4 separate regions of the Mus musculus genome follow, and all the other regions are linked to region 1. Evidence: chromatin contacts called from public Hi-C, HiChIP or PLAC-seq and Micro-C data. All regions are on one chromosome and are shown on one strand. Each heading gives the region's core, a stretch centred on a gene start, on an enhancer-like site or on the middle of the called end of the contact. The rest is flanking DNA. Distances are from core to core; before and after follow the strand shown. Region 1 holds the start of Tmem132b (transmembrane protein 132B). Region 2 has its middle 27 kb from the start of Gm40329. Region 3 has its middle 110 kb from the start of Gm23151. Region 4 has its middle 52 kb from the start of Gm23151.

Region 1 (4,717 bases), core at 566-3,065:
TCTGTAGCTGGGTGGGGCTGGACAGGGTGAGGGGACTCGTTCTGGCACAAGGCAAGAAACAGGCAGCTTCCTCCTTCAAGGTTGCCCAGGATGGCTTTTTGAACACAGCCAGGCGAACGCTGACCCCCGTGGAGAGAGAAAATAGCCACAACACTGTAATTTGCAAGTCCGAGGGACTGTGCACTTTGGCAACCGCGTCTCAGAGCTTCCGCTCTGAGGAAATGGCCTGGACCCCCGTCAGTGCCCCTCTCCAACCCACAGGGGAGTTCCAAGAGCAAGCAGCTCGAGGTTGCTCATTAACGGCGCCAAGGAAGAGCCCTCCACTTGAGGACCAGAGCCATCCTCCAGTGGTGCAAACAAAGCCCAAGGCTGGCCACCATCTCTCCAAGGGGAAAGTCTTAGTAAATATTTGGGGTCACTTGAGGTCATCTAGAAGGAAGGCAATATTTACTTTTGCCTATGCACAGTCATCCTTCCAAACAAGTTGGCATCCAGGTTTACTCCTAAGTGCGACCTCACCCAGGCAGTCGGAGCCGCAAAGTTGAGGGTGCATTTTTCCTTCCGCGTTCTGGGTATCTGTACGGTCGGTTTTTGTTTTAAGGAATGGGAAGCGAAGCTCTCAGTCTAAAGCTACCTGCTCCCAAAACGTGGGCTTTAAAGGTCTGGAGAACACAGCCCTCATACGCACATGAACAGGGCTCGTGACTGTCGCTTCTTCCCAGCCTTTGGGATTGTCTCTACTTGCCTGGGGTGGGGGAGGGGGGTACTGTCATTTTAGGATAAGCTTCCTCTACAACCAACACGTAGCAACACCGAGGTGGCTGAACCTAGCCAACTCCATCCCAGGCTGCAAACAGCATATAACTGGCTATTCTGACTTCCCCCATTCGCGGGGTTTAGGCGACAGCTGCGCAGGTGCCAGTCTGGAGCCAGACTCCCGGATCCCGGGGCGAGGGCTCTGAACACCTTCACGTTAGACATCACTAGGTGCCTGAGCGGACCACGCTCCCGGGTCCTGCTAGACCACGTATGGGTCAGGGTGCTGGGACGACCCGCGCTTCCAGAGGGTGAGCGGCAGGGTCACCTGGCTGCCTGCGGAAGCTACTTTGGGAGACAGCGGGAGCCACTTGGGGGAGCGGGTAGCTTTGGGAGGCTGGAAACAGAGGGGCAACCAGGCGCGGGAAGGACTGCAGCCAAGCCAGACATGGCCAGCCCAGACGACCTCCAGGCCCCGCAGGTGTCCAGACAACAGGACAGCAATCCACGGACGCTGGGCCACTACATCTCCAGCAGACCCCGGGGCCCGGGTGCCAGGCAGCGTAAGGAGGGGTATTTCAGGGAGCCCTGCCTGTGGCTCCCGGAGCCCCAAAAGGATCCAAAGGGCAGCTGGGACTGGAGAGGAGGCAAAGGGGACGCGCGCGGGGTTTGGGCCGCCCGGGGCTCCCCAGACCCGCCAAGAGCAGGAGGCGGCGGCCGCCCGGGACTTGGGACCCAGGCAGCAACTTTGCGCGCGGGGTCGGGGAGGGGACGCGGCCGCGTTACCTGCGCAGCGGAGCGCGCTCAGCGCCAGCAGCAGCCCGAGCGACGCGGCCGGGGCCCGCATGGTCCTCCCGGGAGCCGGCGCCGGGCTCCGCTCGCTCCTGCGCCGCCGCCTCCCGCACCTCTCAGCTCCGCGCTCGGCCGCCGGCTGCAGACGGCGCCCGGGCTCAGCGCGCGCCCGCCCTGCACTTGGCCGGAGTTGCGCGGCCCCCGCCGGCGCCGCGGCTCCTGCGCCCCAGCGCGCGTCCCATCCCGCCGCCGCCTCGGCCAGCGCCAGCTGCCGGCCGCCCCTCCAGCCAGCGCGAGAGTGAGCGAGCCGAGCAGGGAGGAGGGGAGGGAGGAGGGAGGAGGAGGGGAGCAGCCAGGAGGGAGGAGGAGGGAGGAGGACAGGAAAGGAGGAGGAGGAGGGAGAAGGGGAAGGGAGGAGGAAGGAGGAGGGAGAGGAGGAGGAGGAATGGGGCTAGAAGAAGAGGGAGGAGGATGGAGTTAGGGAAGGAAGGAGATGAAAGGAGGAAAGGAAGGGGAGAAGAAGAGGAATAGGGAAGAGAGGAAGAGAGAGGAGGAACATACCCAGAGATGTTAAAGAATAGAAAAAGAGGAGGCAGGGAGGTGTCCTCCCCCCCCCCCAGTCCCCTCCCCTCCTCCGGGCCAAGACACCAGGCGGCCACCCAGCGGTTAAGCGTCAGGATGTGTCACTCACTCCCAGGGGAGAGCACAGGGCCGCCAAGGCCTGTGGAGACCCGAATAGGTAGTCGGGCAGGGACAGAGAGAGCGTTTAGAGTGCGGAGCGGGTTCCCAGGGAGTGTTGGGAGGGAGCGCAACGCTGGGCGTCCCCGGGGTTGAGAAGGCAAGCAAGCTACCGGAGAGGCCCGCAGAGGAGGCATCTGTGAGGGATAGATTGCTGCGCGCAGACTAGGGCACGTGATAGATGTGGTGTGGCCTGAGAGCCCGCAAGAGTATCTACCAGCCTCAGGCAGATCAGAGCGCTCTTTCTGTGCTAAGGAGTGGGGAGAGGAGGCACGGCTCCGCCACCAAGGCAGGTCGTCCGATATGTCCACGAAGTGGGCCAGGCTTCAGCCCGGCGTGGGAAGAGAGTCCCAGCTTACAGGGACCAAGAAACTACAGTCCCTTTGAATGCACAGCCTAGTCCAGGCGACAGGTTGAAACAGGGAAGCTCCGAGGTGCTTCTCTGAGAGGCCCTGGAAGTTCCCTTCACCAGGCTGCAAAGCCAGACAGAGGCTGTGGTGTCTAAACACCTGAATTAGAGTCTGGGTTCTGCTCAACCTGCCACCAGTTTCTGGTGTCCTGGCTTGGCGTAGAAAAATGGGTCAGAAGCCGGGAGTGGTGGCGCACGCCTTTAATCCGAGCCCTCGGGAGGCAGAGGCAGGCGGATTTCTGAGTTCGTGGCCAGCCTGCTCTACAAAGTGAGTTCCAGGACAGCCAGGGCTATACAGAGAAACCTTGTCTCGAAAAACCAAAAAAAAAAAAAAAAAAAAAAAAAGAAAAAGAAAAAGAAAAAGAAAAAGAAAGAGAGAGAGAGAAAGAAAGAAAGAAAGAAAGAAAGAAAGAAAGAAAGAAAGAAAGAAAGAAAGAAAGAAAGAAAGAAAGAAAAAAAGAAAGATGGGTCAGACCTCAAATCAGTCAACAGGGATGATGCAGACTGTGGCCCAGCATCCTTAGTTGAGAACCCAGGGCAGGCAAAACTCATAATCCTCCAAAGAGCCTCAATTTCCCAACCTGAGACATAAAGTCAGGGCAGCCTCTAGCTGGTATTCCCAGGAATGCACACAGGAAACCCCTGACCCGATCCGCCAAGGGTAACACCCTCATGCTCGCTGCAGCCGTTATCACCGTGTCTGATTTGCCTCCATGGGCGAGTATCAGCACACTCCGGCCTTCCCAGCTGGTGAGGGGGCTGGTGGACCTACTTCATTAGTAGGGACTCATTAGTCCAGGCAGCTCCAGGCTCTTCCACAATTTTTTAAAAAAGAAGAAAAGAATAAGGAGCAGGAGCAGGTTAGTTACCAAGAACAAATTCTGCTCTGCCTGCAGCCCTCCTTCATAAGGAATCCTGTCTTTGCCATGCTCCTGGCAAAGGCATCAATAGGTGGACAGTGGGTTCTGGGTTTCTTTCTTTCTTTCTTTCTTTCTTTCTTTTTTTTTTTTTTTTTTTTTTTTTTTTTGGTTTTTCGAGACAGGGTTTCTCTGTATAGCTGCCTCTGCCTCCTGAGTGCTGGGATTAAAGGCGTGCGCCACCACCACCCCGCTTGGGTTCTGGGTTTCTTCTTGAGTTCAGAGGTTCTGTGTGTCCCCTCTCCCTGGTGACTATGGCTGTAGGGGATGCTACCCAACCTCAGGTACTTCTGGGTGCCACTCCAGTCACCTTTTCCACCTCTCCTTCATTTACTAGCGAATATCACTGAGCTGTGCACCTACTGTGCTCGAGGCCTGGGCTGGATGGTGAGGACTCAAGAAGTAAACACAGCAGGAACCGCCACTCTTGAGGAACTGGGATTGAACAGCAGCCCCGTGATGGAGATAGCGCAGGCTGCAGCCATAGCCAGAGGGAGGCCAGGGTGTATTGGACCAGGTCATCAAGAGCTAGGATCTGTGACCAGAGGGATTCTATGGCTTCCTTGGTAGGGGCATAGTACATGGAAGGCAGGCCACAAGCCAAGATCCATAAATCCCCGGGGGTGATGGAAGGCATCGGTTACCTTACCCCCACCTCACACACACTCCCGTTCAGTTCAGAGGTACCTCATCACATCTCAGAGAACCTCTAGAGCTGGGCCGGAGTGCGCTCCCCAGCTGACCCTTGCTGGTGATGATGTAATACCACAGAGGAAGGAGGGGTCTGTTTTGTGGAATGGCTGACAGGGAGAAGGCAGGTTAGTTGCTGTGCGACTTTGTAGAAACCCCTAACGCTTTCTGAGCGTCCCTGCTTTGGCCTGTACCTTCACTGGGCGAGGATTTCTGCGTGTTAACCAAGCCGGTGTTTCTGATAGTATTTATGGAAATTCTAAGCAGAGGGGTCTGGAGGGCCCAGAAGAGCTGAGGAGCTGAGGGTATAACCAGGAGACCCTGTAGCTCCCTCAGCAAGTGTATCTTCTCATCCCTGCTCAACTTCAAATCCCCATGTTTCACCTGGCCTGGGGAGTACCAAGCAGGACTCCCA
Region 2 (4,522 bases), core at 227-2,726, 540 kb before region 1:
TGTTCTACAGGAAGCAGTGGCAGAGGTGGGGGCCTTAAGCTTTCCATATCTGCCAAATTGAGGTATTGACAGTTTCTAGAACTATCATTCACCTCCTATGTCCCAGTCATCTTCAGGACCACAACAACAGTGGAGACCTGTGGCGCACAAGATCTCAGAATCTTTTGCTCTTACAAGGTTTCTGACATCCCAGAAAACTTTGCTCTTACAAGTTGGGCTTTGCTACTAAGAACCCCTGGTTGTCTTATCTGCAATTAAAGGAACATATTGAAGGTTGCATATGGCTCTTAATTAAACCTATGATAGGCAAATCTTAAAAGGATAGCAACCACGGGTTAACTGGGTACTTCAGGGTCTCAGGGGCGATGACATCCCCATAGAAGGATCTCGTTCTGTTTATGCCTGTGAACGGTGGATTTGTGTGTCCATTAGAGTGAATTGAAATGACTAATGTCACAATGCCCATCACAAGAAGACATTAGATCTATAGAGAAGGACCCCAGCTAAGAAGAAATGTGACTGGCTAGGAAGATGAAAATGAAGGTGAACTAAGGAAATACTATACAGTGGTGAATAACAGTCCTAAAAAGCAAGACAGCCAATTGACCACTTCTCAAAGCCATTTCTTGGAGTATGCTTGACTTGATGGCGCTACCCCCAGAGTTCTGAAGAATGTCTAAATGCACGGGGAACAAATGGGTCCTAAACAAAGAACCCAGACCTCTCTCAAACCTCCTTGTCCTTTTAAATTTGGAAGCTGTGGTGGTTAATGTTGCTTGTTAACTTGGCAGGATAGAGGATCACCCAGAGACCATTTCCTGGGCACACTTATGAGGGATTATCTACACCAGTCTTTGTGAGTGTCTACCAGAAACCATCTTGATTAGGTTAAATAAAGTGGGAAATCCTACCTTAAACCTAGGCAGCACTATCCCATGGGCTGGAGTCTTGGATCAAAACGGAGAAAGCAAGCCGAGCGCCAGCATCTGTCTCTCTGCTTCCTGGATACAATGTAACCAGCCACCTCAAGATCCTGCCCTCATGTCTTTCTCAACATGATGGTCCGAGCCAAAATGAGCCCCTCCTTCTTAGAGTTGCTGTTTCCAGAATATTTTATAAAAGGGATAGGAAAAGTATCTAAGACAGAAGCAGAGGAAACCACATCCAAAGTTGACCTTTTTTTTTCTCTCCCACTTGTACCCCAACCTACTCTAAACAGGTATCTCTCCCTCTCTTTCTCACCCTTTCTCCCCCTCCCACCCACCCTCCCTCCTTTCTCAGAAGCCCTTATCTGTGGGAAAGCCTTTAAGTATGAGAAACTTCATCACTTAAATAGCAATTATTTTCTGGTCACTCACCTCCCGGCAGGGACCAAATTGTTTTTGTAATTTCTCATTAGGCAGGAACTGATTAAAAATACAATTAGTAATCATTTTAATTACAGGCAGCTCTCCCAGAAAGGACTTAAACACACAGGGACAAAGGAGGCAATCGGATAAAGAGAAGCCAGGGAAACTTAAACTAAGTCAGGAAAGACTTGAAAGTTCATACCAGGCAGACATTTAAGGAGAAAGTGGGCATTTCTGCACATCTAAAAGGCTGCTGTCTCCTTTAAAATGTTATGCTGGAGGCTGGAGGGATGGCTCAGAGGTTAAGGCCATAAAATGCTCTCACAGAGGACATAGTTAGGTTCCCAGCACCTATGTCAGAGGTTCACAAATGCCTGTAATTCCTGATTCAGGGGATCTAATATCCTTTCTGGACTTCCCAGGTAACTGTGCGCGCGTGCACACACACACATGCCAAGTCTTTAAAAATGATTAAAATTTAATGCTGACTTTAAAATCCACAAATTATTATATTCTTGTGCAAAATGGAGTAATGTATGTATGAAAGTTAAGATGTGTACGGCACGTCATATGCAGAATGAAAAAGCACATTTTGGTGCAGAGATGAATTTTCTAAACCTAGTATCAGAATGGCCTGGCTATCAACCCAGGATTCCACTCATCTAAACTCTGTGCAATAAATATGATTTGAGAATTGTGCAAAAAATATATATAATAAGCTATGCAATCTGACATTTGCATATAAATAGAAAAGAACTCTATGCCTGTCTACAAAGAGAAAAATGATTTCAGCATTCTTACATAATTCCTGGTACATTCGCTTTTATAAATGTGCTTGTCATGTTGTTCTATAAAACAGGGCTTAATTCTAGTAGCTTCTTTTAAAATAAAAACGAAGCAAGTTATTTCCAAGAAATATTTATGTGATGCAGTTGAATGTGGTGAGGTTCTTTTTTTGTCCTCAAATCCAGACAATTAAAGGGAAAAGTCAGTAATGATTATCTCCTATCTCCTGACTTCATGGAGTATATCTGAGTCTATGATTTTGCACACAGAACACTGTTCATATCTAGGTATCAAGATACTGGGGTTGTGCTGGTTAGTTCTGTTAGCTTGACACAAACTAGACTCATCTGTGAAAAGAGAACCTCAGCTGAGGAATTGTCTCCTGTGGGCATGATTGTGGGGAAGTTTTTATATTTCTGTTAGTGACTGATGTGGGGGAGAGCCGAGTCCACTGTGGGCGGTGTCATCCCTAGACAGGTGGCCCTAGGTTGTACATGAAAACAGCTGTCTGGAGAGATGCCTGAGCACTTAAAAGCACTGAGTGCTTTTATAGAGGATCCAAGTTCAGTTCCCACCAGTTCCACACAGTACCTCACAACCATCTGTAACTCTAGTTGCAGGGAACCAATCCCTTTTCTGGCCTCTGCGGGCACAAGGCTTGCGTGTAACGTGCATGCAGGCAAAACACTCATACATGTAAATATACCTTTAAAAAAAAAGAATGTAGCTAAGCAAACTATGGGGAACAAGGCAATAAGCAGTTTTCCTCTGTAGTCTCTGCTTCAGTTTCTGCCTCCAGGCTCCTGCCTTGAGCTTAGCTTGGCTCCATCAATGACGGACTATAACCAGGAAGCCAAATGGACCCTCTCCTCCCCAGGTTTTGTTGTTTGTTTGCTTGTTTGTTTTGGTCAGCAAAAGACAGCATACTCAGAGAACTGCCTGTTCCTCCCTCCTCTAGGGTAACTGTACCACTAGCTCTGGCCTCCACAGCAGCACACACTTGCAAATAGCTTTGAATTCAAGAGCCACTTCCTTATTCACAGCTGTCAACTTACCAGAAACAAGGCAGGGTAGGAAGATAGGGAAAGGCTAAGAAGACATGGGAAAGAAGCAGAGCCCCTCACCCGACCTAAGTGTCTATGCCCTCCCTTGACTGGCATCTCCTGCTGACTCAGTGTAGAGTTTTGACACAGCTACCTGGGGATTTCCTTAAGCCAAAACTATACCCAAAGGGAATGTTCTCTTCCTGAAAACATCACCACCTAGAGTGTTAAGACAGCAGTGAACCATGCCCATGTTTTAAAGAAACCTGTGTATGATTAAATTACTTTGACATTTAACTTTTAATCAATTTTAATCTTAGTTGTATTTCTTCTTATATTAAAATTGGCCCAAACCTTATTATTTTCTCTCCTTAGTTATAAATATCCTCCTTTAAATGGCATAAAACCTAAAGTATCTTAACAGTGCTAAGGCCCAGATCTAGCTTTCCTTGAACATACCCTTTCTCCAAATTAAGACACTTACTGAATTTTCTTGATTAGTCCTGAAATTTTGTCCTGTGATTAAAGTCAAGAATCACAGCTAGAGGCTGAAGAGATGGTGTCTTAGGGTTTTGCTGTTGTGAACAGATACCATGACCAAGGCAAGTCTTATAAAGGACAACATTTAATTGAGGGTGGCTTACAGGTTCAGAGGTTCAGTCCATTATCATCAAGGCAGGGACATGGCAACATCCAGGCAAGAAAGGTGCAGGTAGAGCTGAGAGTTCTACATCTTCATCTGAAGGCTGCTAGCAGAATATTGGTTTCCAGGCAGCTAGAACAAAGGTATTAAAGCCCATACCCACAAGGCCATACCTTCTCTAACAAAGCCACACCTCCCAACACTGCCATTCCTTGGGCCAAGCATATATAAATCATCACAGATGGCTCAGAAGTTAAGACCACTTACCACTCATGCAGAGAACCCAGGTTCAGTTCCCAGCATTCACATGACACCAGGGGGTTGATGCCATCTTCTTGAAGCTGAAGTTTCTTTTAAAACCAGATTTAAAAACCACTATGTCGTATAATGTTTTGCTAGAAGCTGTCTTGTGAGAGGGCATGTGATGTTTTGCTGAAAAGAGACTTGTAAGAGGGCACGTGATGTTTAGAAAGAAGATAAATAGAACCCAACAGACAGTGAGCTGGAAGCTCTTGCACTGCTATGCTGTTCAATGTTTCACTGGTCTTCCCTGGTCTTAGCTAGTCTTCACTTTGTGGAGAGAAACATACCAAAGGACTTCTTGTGCTAGTCTGACTGATTCTGGCTACCTCCACTGACTTGTGCCGATTCAGGGGAGCCTTGCTGTTTCTGTTGGATTGTGGAGCCACTATTCATTCATG
Region 3 (5,091 bases), core at 1,764-4,263, 740 kb before region 1:
AGCTCTGAGAACAACTTCCCACTTTGAGTTCTCTGATTCTCCCTGTTTCTCCTTGCTGTAGGGGAAAGTATTTCCTGGCAGATATTCTTCGGGTACATGTCTGGCTTCTGAGACTCACTGCCTAGTGTATAGGCAGCCTGTACCGGAGTTAAAAATTCAGTGATGGAGATGAGAAAGTTGATCACTGCCATGGTGCAGAAGGACATAAGAGGAGCCAGAAAGCTCAAATCTTGGCCATTTGCAGCTGATCAGTTCTGCGAGGCCATGACAGCCGGAGGCAGGCTAGATAGACGAACATATGGCACCAAACCTTAACAGAGGTTCCCTCTGAATTTTAGTCTAGCTGACAGTTTCTGTTTTCTTTCTTTGCTTATCTGTACTTTTGACTTTTTCTAACACCCTTTTCTGCCCCAAGTGTCTGCCCTTCTCATCCTACCTCTAGTCTATGTCTCCAGCTGGGTATTCTCCATTAAGATTTTAGAGTCCATCATCTAGGTTGAGGCCAAAAAATAACCATGTCACAATTATTGTTGTTGTTTTTAACACATTGGACATTTCCGTGTCTTTTGGTAAATATTTGAGCAATGTTGCATACTGTGGTTGGCTCACACTACTTGGTTGAAACTTTAGTGGATTTAGTGGATCTAGTGTGTCTGTGTGTGCTTAATTGGTCAGCATCTTCTAGTGTGTGGTTACCACAATGAAAAGCTGGAAGGAGGTGCCTCACGTGCCTGCAAGCCCTTTGCCCTATGCTGAGCATTAGACTAGAGCATCTTCAACCCTAAAGCAGACTCCATGTCTACAGTTGTCCAGGAATTTTTCTAGGCTTTCAGCCCTGGTGTAGCACTCATGAGATGTATCATTCTCTGGATTGGGAGCCTACCTCTCTGCCTCTCCAGTGTGCAGATGGCCATTTCTGGGCCATCTATCTTTCTAGCATGTAAGCCTCTATAGAATCCTAGTAGACTACCTTCTGCACATAAAATTGGTACTGTATAACTCAAGACCAGTAGCATGAACAGGAGAGATGGCTCAGTGTGTAAGAACACGTGCCCTGCCAGCATGAGGACTTCAGTTCACCCTCTGAGGTCCTGCTGTCATGATAGCAGATAGATGTCTGTAGCTCCAGTACTGGGGGTTGGAGACAGTCAGACAGGCAGATCCTGCTGTTAGCCAGGCTAGCAGAAACTGAGCTTCTGGTGGAGGGAGGGATCCTGTCTGAAGGCAGTAAGACAGAGAGCAATACAAGAAAGACATCCAATGTCGTTGCATGGCCACTGCATGTACATTCATGGGTTCGCACCCATTCACACGTGTGCAATATGCACAACACACACATAACACAACAAAACACAACACACACACATATACATACACATGCACACACACGTGTGAGAAAACAAAAAGCAAAACCTAGAACCATTATCTCTAATGCTTACAGGATCCAGACTGGTAAAGGGAATGTTTGTGTTTCTGTCATAAAGGAGTGCTGAGTACATGGCAAAGAGGGAGACAGTCTAAGGAGGTCACTCTGTGTTCACCTACAGCTCATTTGTGCCTCGTTAAACGCACTGTTGATGGATGTTCTGGCCTTTCAAGGTAATCCAAAGCTCCACTCCAGAGTTCATTTTGAAAGCTTATTTCTCTGTACTGACAAGTTCATTGTGCTTTATTTTAATCAACAAATTGGCCAGAGAGAAGGTGCCTCACCTCTCCTTCAGACTCCCAGGTAGCAACCTCAGCCTGGACTCACCCCATTCAGAAGTTACTTTGCATTCTCTCAGTTCCCTGTTTTAATTATTGAAAGCAAGTGAATGATTTGAGCATAACCTTGTTCAATGGGCGAGTCAAATCTTAGGGTTAATCTTTGTTGTTTGTTATTAGTGTTTGATCTTCAAAAATAAGCCTTTTATTTACTTCTTGAGAATTTTAAACATGCATACAATCTGTTTTGATCATATTTATCTTTTCTTCTCCCCAACTGCTCCCAGATCCCCACAACATTTTCCAATTTCTTCTCCTCACCCTCCTCCTCCTCCTCCTCTTCCTCTTCACCCTCCTCCTCTTCCTTTTCTAGAACCCACAGGAGTCCAGTTAGTGCTACCCATATCCACATGGGTGTGAGACCATCCTCTAGATCACAACTGAGGAAAATCCTCTCTTCCTTCTGGAACAGCTGTCAACTGCCAGTCATGCTTCTGCTATGGGTGGAGACCCAGGAGCATTGCCCCCCTTCCATGATGATATCTTGACTGGGTTACCATGTACAGGCAAGCCACAGATGCTTTGAGGTTCCAGATGTGATGGCCCTGCCATGTCCCCAAGGCAGCCTCTCTGGGCTCTCCTTCCAAACCTATCAAACAGCTCAGTTAAAATTTACCATTTTGAGGCATAGTCCAAAAGAGTCACATAAAAAGTTTGTACTGTTAGGTACGGCAGCACAGACCTTGGATCCCAGCACTCTGAAGGTAAAGGCAGAGGCAGGTGGATCTCTTTGAGTAGGCCAACCTGCCCTACAAAAGGGAAAACACAGGCTAGCCAAGTCTGGGTAATATGACCATCTCTCAAAAATTTGTTTTTATTATTATGCAATCTACCCAGCAACTTGTGCTCTGTATATTGTTAATAATGTGTTCTCTTTTTTTAAAACTATAGGTTTATATCATCTGTGTGTATAATTTTACAAATACCTTGAAAACATTATATATAGATATGGGTAGTGGTAGAAAGGTAGATGGAGAGACAGGGGTGCTTTGAGTTGATTTCTGTTTTGTTTTTGTTTTTGTTTTTACCTTTTTACCTGTTAGACCTCGTTCAGCATTTGGGATCGTAACCCACATGATGGTATACTAGGACATCATTGGAAAGACATAAAGCTCCATTTCCACAAAGGTTTAATATCTAGCCATATGGATACAATATTTCTTACAAGGATTTCTCTCCTTATTGAAACTGTTCCAGCATTCGAAGCATATGACATTCAGTGCTGCAATTCTATTTGTGAATCAGGCCATCTGTAGGCAATCGGGAGATGCTTTTTTTCCACAGGGCCTGGCTATTTGCATGGAGTGAATATACGACGTCTTGATAGAAGCATTAAAAAGAAGCACCAGGAAGATGCGAAGGTAGATTAAAATCCTGATGATAAAATAACTCACTACTCTTCACCTTGAAATGGTACTGCGCATTTACGTGATGGCACACAGATGTGCCCCAGGGAAGCCCACCTCCCGGCAGATGTTACAAAGTTCTCTACAAGCAGTGGATGGATGCCTCCATCAGAACCATCAGCCTGTGTGTGTTTCGTATGATTGATCACCAAATGCATGTGCCTGTAAAGCCCTTTAAACACATCTATCATTTAGTAACAATACAAAGCACATCTCTTCTTCCTGCGGTAAGATTCCTCTTCTGGTTAACACTGCCCAACTTTTTATACTACCACCCCCTACCTTGCATTCCACACACACACAGCTAAATGGGACAGAGTTTATGCACAGGAAAAACTTGAAGGTTTCTCCAGATTAAGAACTTTGACCCTCTTTCCTTGTATATCACTCTGTGTACACTTCATTCCTTCAGTCTCAAACTCCCTCCTCCTTTGGATGCTCTCCTCATGTTTGCTTGCCTGCCACTCTCCGTGCTCCAGGTTGTCCTCTTTCTTTTAGGATATGCAAAGCACCCCTCTGCCCAAACCTTCATAGTACCTTCTATATGCATCCAATGTACACATCTTTAAATTTTATGTCTTCTGGTGAGTTTGGCTTAAAACAGAAGTTCCTCAAGGAAAAAAGGAGTGGGTCTCTTCTATTCATTTACGCCCAGAGTCCATCAAGTCCATAGAACAAAATAAATATCTGGATTAAGCTGAGGGTGTTTCATCAGGATTGCTTTAAAAGTCCCTTCAGCGCTGGTATTTTATTCTACCTATTGGGTAAATGATCGGAGAAGGGCCCATTATTCTTCATTTAAGGTGTGTGAAATGTCAGGCTGCAGGCTCCAGCTCTATTCACAGTACAAATTTCTTATGATTTATTGGCTCTCCTTAGCCCTTGTGAACACCATCCATCACTGGGAAGCCCAGAGCTCTAGCCTTCCATTCGATTTGGGAATTGTGCCACTGCGAACGTACCAAGTCTATTTTAGAATCTGGTAACTAACAATGCTGCCACCTCTACAGCAGCCCGTGGCTGAAACAGGAAAAAAAAAAATCTATTTCTGGGTTGTGTTGTGCCAAAAAAAAAAAAAAAAAAAAAGGCTTTTTTTTTTTGTATGTGTTTACGGCAGTAGGTTTTGGAACAGCATTGGAAAGAGGCTTTCCAATTGGCCAGGGCATTCATCAACAGCTACCGTTGCATGTGAGGGTAGTCGCAGAACCTTCGAAGTGTAGAGCTTGACTCCTCGTGACTCTTGGATCTTGGGTTCTGATGACTACCTTCTGCCTTCTCCACTGACCTAATACAGAAAGCAGAGGCAGGTGGAGAAAGCTTATTAGATTTATATACTTTACTCCAGAAATGGCAGGCATCTCTTCTTTGATCAGACCTGCTGTAGCTGAGCATGAACCTGGAAATTACAGAACACAAGACATGTGTGACGTGAAAAAGATGATCTTGTTCTTGTTTACATGTTCCTGGATAGTGGAGGAATTAACTCAGTACATCCCAGTGGATCTTGGAGTTGGCACCATATCTGGGGGGATGCCCTTGTGTATTCCCAGTTCTTTCATAGAACCTAGAGCCTTGGAAAATAAATTTTCTCACACCTATTTTTATAGCTTGACTAGGAAAGTATCTCCTACAAGCTTGAGAGCTGAAACACTCGGCCCTCACCTGATGACCTTCCTTTGGAAAATACTGGAAACTTTAGGAGGCATGACCTCTGTGGAGGAAGTAGACCACAGAAGGGACATCTCTGAAGGTTAATTTTGGTCCCCAGTTCCTTTCTCTCTACCTGTCCACTCTCTCCTCCTACCTTTTCCTTGTCTTTATCTATATATCCATATATCTATGTATTTATGTATCATCTATCTATGTATCTATGTATATATGTATCTGTGTATTTGTGTATCTATGTATATATGTATCTAAC
Region 4 (4,780 bases), core at 260-2,759, 810 kb before region 1:
CAATACCCGGGCTATGTCAATCACTGATCTTTACAATGTTGTGGTTAGACGAGATGCCCTGAGGGGCCACTCTGACAGAAACAGTCTGTGTTTTTCTCATTCTACCAGGCTCCTGTATCAAGTTCTGTGTGTCCTCTTGTCTCTTGTACTTGGGCTTGATATTACGTTCATGAAAAGTCAACTTTTTACTAAGGGTAAAAGTTCATGTTCTGAGACTGAGAGAAACCCTGGCTGAGCCCCAGAGACGTATCCATCACTAACCATCGTGGAAGACCACATGGCTGCTCTCTATCCACTGTTCCCCACTTCCCCTGCAGCAGGCAGCACGCCTGGTGTGTGGTCTTTGATGGCAAAGTTTGTCTGAGCTGTTTGTAAGAAACTCAGAGACTGTTTTTCTTTACACCCTCACATGCACTGGGTGAAATCCCAAGCCCTTCACTTGCCCTGTGCCAAGTGTCACATGGGTGACTATTAATGGGATGATAAGCCAATCTTCAAATCACACTCATGTTTCTGTCTCCTAAGCAAGTGTCTGTCGAAGCCTGATGATGCATGACTTCTTTCATATTGAGTAACCTCCCTGCCCCATAACCTGCTTTTTCATTCCATAAATATCTGAAAACCCTTTTCTAATCCAACCCCCTCAATTCTCTCTCTAGGTTGTAGTCTTGCTCTTTTGTGCCCTGGACCAACTCTACTCCTCTATCCCATAAACGTCCCCAAAACATCCTACATTGGAGACATGCAGCTTCATGATGTCTCTGTGCTTGGCTTCCTGCAAAATTTGTCACTCAGTGATTCATTCCGTGACAAAGAAAACAGCCCTGGCTCAGGAGCATGTCTCTGTATCATTTTGAATTTACATTTGCGAGTGAAATCGGAAGGAATCCCAGTGTGTAAGATGCCTGACCATGACTGACTCAAACATATATGATGATCAAACACAGCAATTTCAGGTTCTTGCTTCTCCTTAGCAACAGTTGCCTGGCTCCTGCCCTGTGGTCCCCTTCTAGAAGGACCACACTGTATTTTCTGCTTCCACATGGTTCCCAGTGCTCACTATTGATGTCCTTGCTCTGACATCTGGGAACCTGTGAGTGTTAGACTGTACCCTGAACATGAGCCATTTCACAACAGTGTTCTTTAGTAGGTGACAATTCCAGTCTTTGTGTAGAGAAGGAGAACGTCCATTTAAATTCCCTTTTAAAAAAAATACATTTTTAAATTAGCTTGCAAACTAGTGGGACCTTGGAAGGCTTCTTCATACTTTAACTGTGGTTAGCCCACCCTCTACCCTTCCTTTCTTATACCTCCCACCTCCACCACCATTTAAGCTTTTATCTCCCAGGATTCTCTCCATATTCTTTCATATCTCAAATGTCCTGCTATTCCCTCTAGTGACATTGTTTTCCTAGGACTGCAAGCTGGCAGGTTCCAGAGTTGCTTCTTCATGCACACTCCATTGTGGTTAGCCAGAACTTCCTCTATTTCACATGAACTCCTCCTCCTTTAGAGATGGAGATGCAGAGCCTACATGACAATGCCAGGCCAAGGCAAGTGCCTGACCAGGTTCAGTGAGGAAAACACAGCAAGTTGCTGCGCTTTGTTTAAGTAACAAAGGTATTTGTTACTTAAGCAGGAAGTAAGAAGTTGTGGATATTAACTTCCTGGTCCATGTACCACAAAAGGGAGGGGTTACTTATTGTTTCCCTTTTGTGATGTCAGTTCTGAATGAAGCAAAGGATAGGTTTTCAATTCCTTTGTAAAGTTTATATGTTAGTGCTGTATTTACATCGCTTCCATCCTTCACTTTCCCATCTCCAGGTCCTCTTATGCCCCCTTTCCTTAATTATAATCGGCACGCACACACACACATGCAAGCTCGCATGCACACATGCACATGTGTTTAATGCTCTTTTAGACAGGAAAAGGAATCTACACCCATGAAATCTCAGTAATATAGTCATCTGTCTTAGGGTTTCTATTCCTGCACAAAACATTGTGATCAAGAAACAAGTTGGGGAGGAAAGGGTTTATTCATCTTACACTTCCATGTTGCTGTTCATCACCAAAGGAAGTCAGGACTGGAACTAAGCAGGTCAGGAAGCAGGAGCTGATGCAGAGGCCATGGAGGGATGCTACTTACTGGCTTGCCTCCCCTGGTTTGTTCAGCTTGCTTTTTTATAGAACCCAAGACTACCAGCCCAGAGATGGTCCCACCCACAACTAATTGAGAAAATACCTTACAGCTGGATCTCATGGAACTGAAGCTCCTTTCTCTATAACTCCAGCTTGTGTCAAGTTGACATAAAACCAACCAGGAAGTACATCATCTAAGCAAGACCTATTGACATCCCAATATGAATGGGAGAAATCTCATAATTCCCATATGTAGATGAAGAGCTACAGGCAACCAATGGCTGATGAGAGGAGAATTGATTTTTTTTTTCCTGACAGGTTATCTAATCACTATAGCCAGCTTAGGGGCGGCAGGAGGGGAAAGAGCGGGGAGGGCAAAGGGGGGGGGAATGGTTATGCTTCGTTTCATCGTTCTATGGGAAGCAGCATTCCCCAAAGCTCATGGGAAAGCAGGAGACTCAGTCTCAAGATGCCTCCCTCTGAGGGGCAAGAAAGTGACCAGGGATGATGTCCTAGCCCTCCATTTTCCCAAAGGGTCTTGCTGTCTCTTCCAAGGCTTGGATCAGTTATTAAATGTTTTGCCTACATATTACTATAGCAGAGTAATTTCCTTTGGCTGGGACATTACTACCAGCCCAGCCACCATTCTACAGAGACATTTATGGTGACCTACAGTCAATCTTGGCCCCACCGTCATGACAAAAAAGTAACAAGAGCCCCACAGCAATAAGGAGATGAGACTGACTGAACAACACCCCTAGGACAGGAGAGGAATATAGTCAGACCCTCCTCCAGTATTTCTGGCACCACTCTTTACCAGCAGACACCAGTCATGTCTAGTCTTGGGGTTGATTACATACATAGATGGTAGAGGTTGAAACAGAAAGTATTAAACCAAGTAGCTGTAATGAGATTGTCAATCACACTGGGGTGAAACAGGTTCCTTTGAGGTAGCTTAAATTCCTATAGTTAACCCTTTATCCATACTCCTTTGAGCAACCCTTCACTCATGTTCCTGTGAGTAATCCTTCATGTTCCTGAAAAAAAAAGAAATGACCTCAGTAAGCCCACTGAGCTAGACTTGGATGAATACATCCTTTGGTGTGGCTGTACTGTGTCTAAGAGACAGAGATGTTTCTATTTCCCAGGAAGAAATCCCAGAGCAGTACCCACATAGATGCCACTCATCAGAGCATGTGGCTTGCAACAAGCCTGGCTGAGGATATTGGGCAAATATTTTGGAATGTAAACTGAACTAAAACACAAAAAGAAAATAGTCAGAATGTGTCTTATGTGTGTCTATTTCTTCACTCTAATTAAACATAAAGAAGAAACACACATACACACCACCCATGTGCATGCACACATACACACACACACACACACACACACACACACACACACACACACACAATTGTTGCCTGAACTGACATTTTCTGTAAAATTACCTCATCGTTGAAAAGTGTTCATATATGGTCCAAAATATACCAGTTTTCTTGTGCTTTTTAAAATCATGTTTTGCCTCCGGTGTCTGAAAATAGCAGATATTTGCGATGTGAAGCTTTTGTTTTTAATAGGTGGATTTGAGTTTTGTAAAATTGTCACGGGGTCAAGCACAGATTTTCTTTTCTTCTTGACATGTTAATTTGTCAAAGCAGGGAACAAAGGACACTGATTTACAATTTAGAGGCATTAGGAAAAAGCTGCCAATTATGGAGTCCTGCTCACTACTCAGAGCAAGCTCTAAAACCCAGCCTTAACCCCTTCTACGCTGCTAATCACCGCCTAGAAGGGCTTAGGCTTCAAACTCCTTGTGCAGAAGAAACCTAAGTTGCTATTCCATAATGAGCAGAAATGCATCTCTTGCTTCCTGAAAACCTCTCAGGGCTGAGCTGCAAGGAGAGCTTATAAGAACACAATTTTTCCACTGTTCTCATCTTATTTTAAAAACCATGTGTGTTCCTTCTATTCTCTTTGTTCTGTATAGTCTGGAGAGTTGAGTATATAGCAAGGAAGAGGTAAAATAATAAATAGCATATAGCAGACAGACAAAAGCAGCAGATACAAAGCAAAGCATCACCAAATTGGTGCTCAGAGCATCCGTCAGCAAAGATCGGAGTATCCTAATTGACAGGCAAACAGAAGGCAGCAATGTCAAACTGGGGCCTTTAAAAACATCCAGCAGAATCCCAGGGAAGCCGATTAAAGATCTCTAAATGAGACCACCCTGGGTAAGCAGATGTGTCCGCTCCATCCTCTGTCCTCTCCGTGGACCATTCTCCCACGGCCGAAATCTCAGCTTCCTGTTCCCACCCCAGGCACTTTGTATATCATGGGATAAACAATAATAACCTCTGTCAGGAGTGGTTGGCCTTCTTGCTGTTCTCAAGGATACAATTTTCACTGCTGGACTTTATGCTGTTCATTCTCCCTATTACAGAGCTCAGGGAGAGATACAGCCTGCCCTTGGTCAAGGAGTCTGGGAGGACACTTGAAATAAACATGCTTTGGGGTTTTGAGGGGTTGGGGGATAGCTACTTAGAGTCAGCATCTGAGATGCTCAAACAGCACCTGACAATTTTCCTGTGTAATGTGATTTACTGCCTTCTCCTTTCTCCTTTTCTTTCCTATTCTTTTCTCT

What was found. Hi-C and Micro-C count contacts between places; a contact is called where the count stands out from the background. HiChIP or PLAC-seq counts read pairs in DNA pulled down with a chosen protein or histone mark.
Region 2: an H3K27ac HiChIP or PLAC-seq map of SST interneurons shows a contact between it and region 1, with 3 times the contacts expected there. The contact joins the enhancer-like site here to the promoter of Tmem132b in region 1. A contact is called at or near these places in 7 of 115 datasets of contacts at active chromatin or transcription factors (SST interneurons, VIP interneurons, embryonic basal ganglia and 3 more) and 1 of 9 other capture datasets (embryonic stem cells).
Region 3: a Hi-C map of cortical neurons shows a contact between it and region 1. The contact joins the enhancer-like site here to the promoter of Tmem132b in region 1. A contact is called at or near these places in 3 of 484 Hi-C or Micro-C datasets (cerebral cortex and cortical neurons), 2 of 115 datasets of contacts at active chromatin or transcription factors (embryonic forebrain and forebrain) and 1 of 9 other capture datasets (embryonic stem cells).
Region 4: a Micro-C map of embryonic stem cells shows a contact between it and region 1, with 2.3 times the contacts expected there. The contact joins the enhancer-like site here to the promoter of Tmem132b in region 1. A contact is called at or near these places in 1 of 15 datasets of contacts at CTCF or cohesin (embryonic stem cells), 10 of 484 Hi-C or Micro-C datasets (cerebral cortex, cortical neurons, cranial neural crest and 3 more), 6 of 115 datasets of contacts at active chromatin or transcription factors (astrocytes, embryonic forebrain, embryonic stem cells and 3 more) and 1 of 9 other capture datasets (embryonic stem cells).

Annotation. Positions count from the first base shown.
Region 1 is chr5:125,529,516-125,534,232 of GRCm38.p6, reverse strand. Tmem132b (transmembrane protein 132B) reads right to left here and starts at 1,815. Exons shown (of 9, transcript NM_001190352.1): 1 at 1,543-1,815. The coding sequence starts at 1,603.
Region 2 is chr5:126,066,370-126,070,891 of GRCm38.p6, reverse strand. No RefSeq gene overlaps it. Among named protein-coding and RNA genes, the nearest start is that of Gm40329, 27 kb to the right of the region's middle. Within about 2 kb of position 1,476, at least 6 of the 459 cell types and tissues checked have an H3K27ac peak or open chromatin away from gene starts, as enhancers often do. A contact at or near this core is called in SST interneurons and forebrain, where this site is marked.
Region 3 is chr5:126,272,438-126,277,528 of GRCm38.p6, reverse strand. No RefSeq gene overlaps it. Among named protein-coding and RNA genes, the nearest start is that of Gm23151, 110 kb to the left of the region's middle. Within about 2 kb of position 3,013, at least 4 of the 459 cell types and tissues checked have an H3K27ac peak or open chromatin away from gene starts, as enhancers often do. A contact at or near this core is called in cortical neurons, where this site is marked.
Region 4 is chr5:126,334,855-126,339,634 of GRCm38.p6, reverse strand. No RefSeq gene overlaps it. Among named protein-coding and RNA genes, the nearest start is that of Gm23151, 52 kb to the left of the region's middle. Within about 2 kb of position 1,509, at least 3 of the 459 cell types and tissues checked have an H3K27ac peak or open chromatin away from gene starts, as enhancers often do. A contact at or near this core is called in embryonic stem cells, where this site is marked.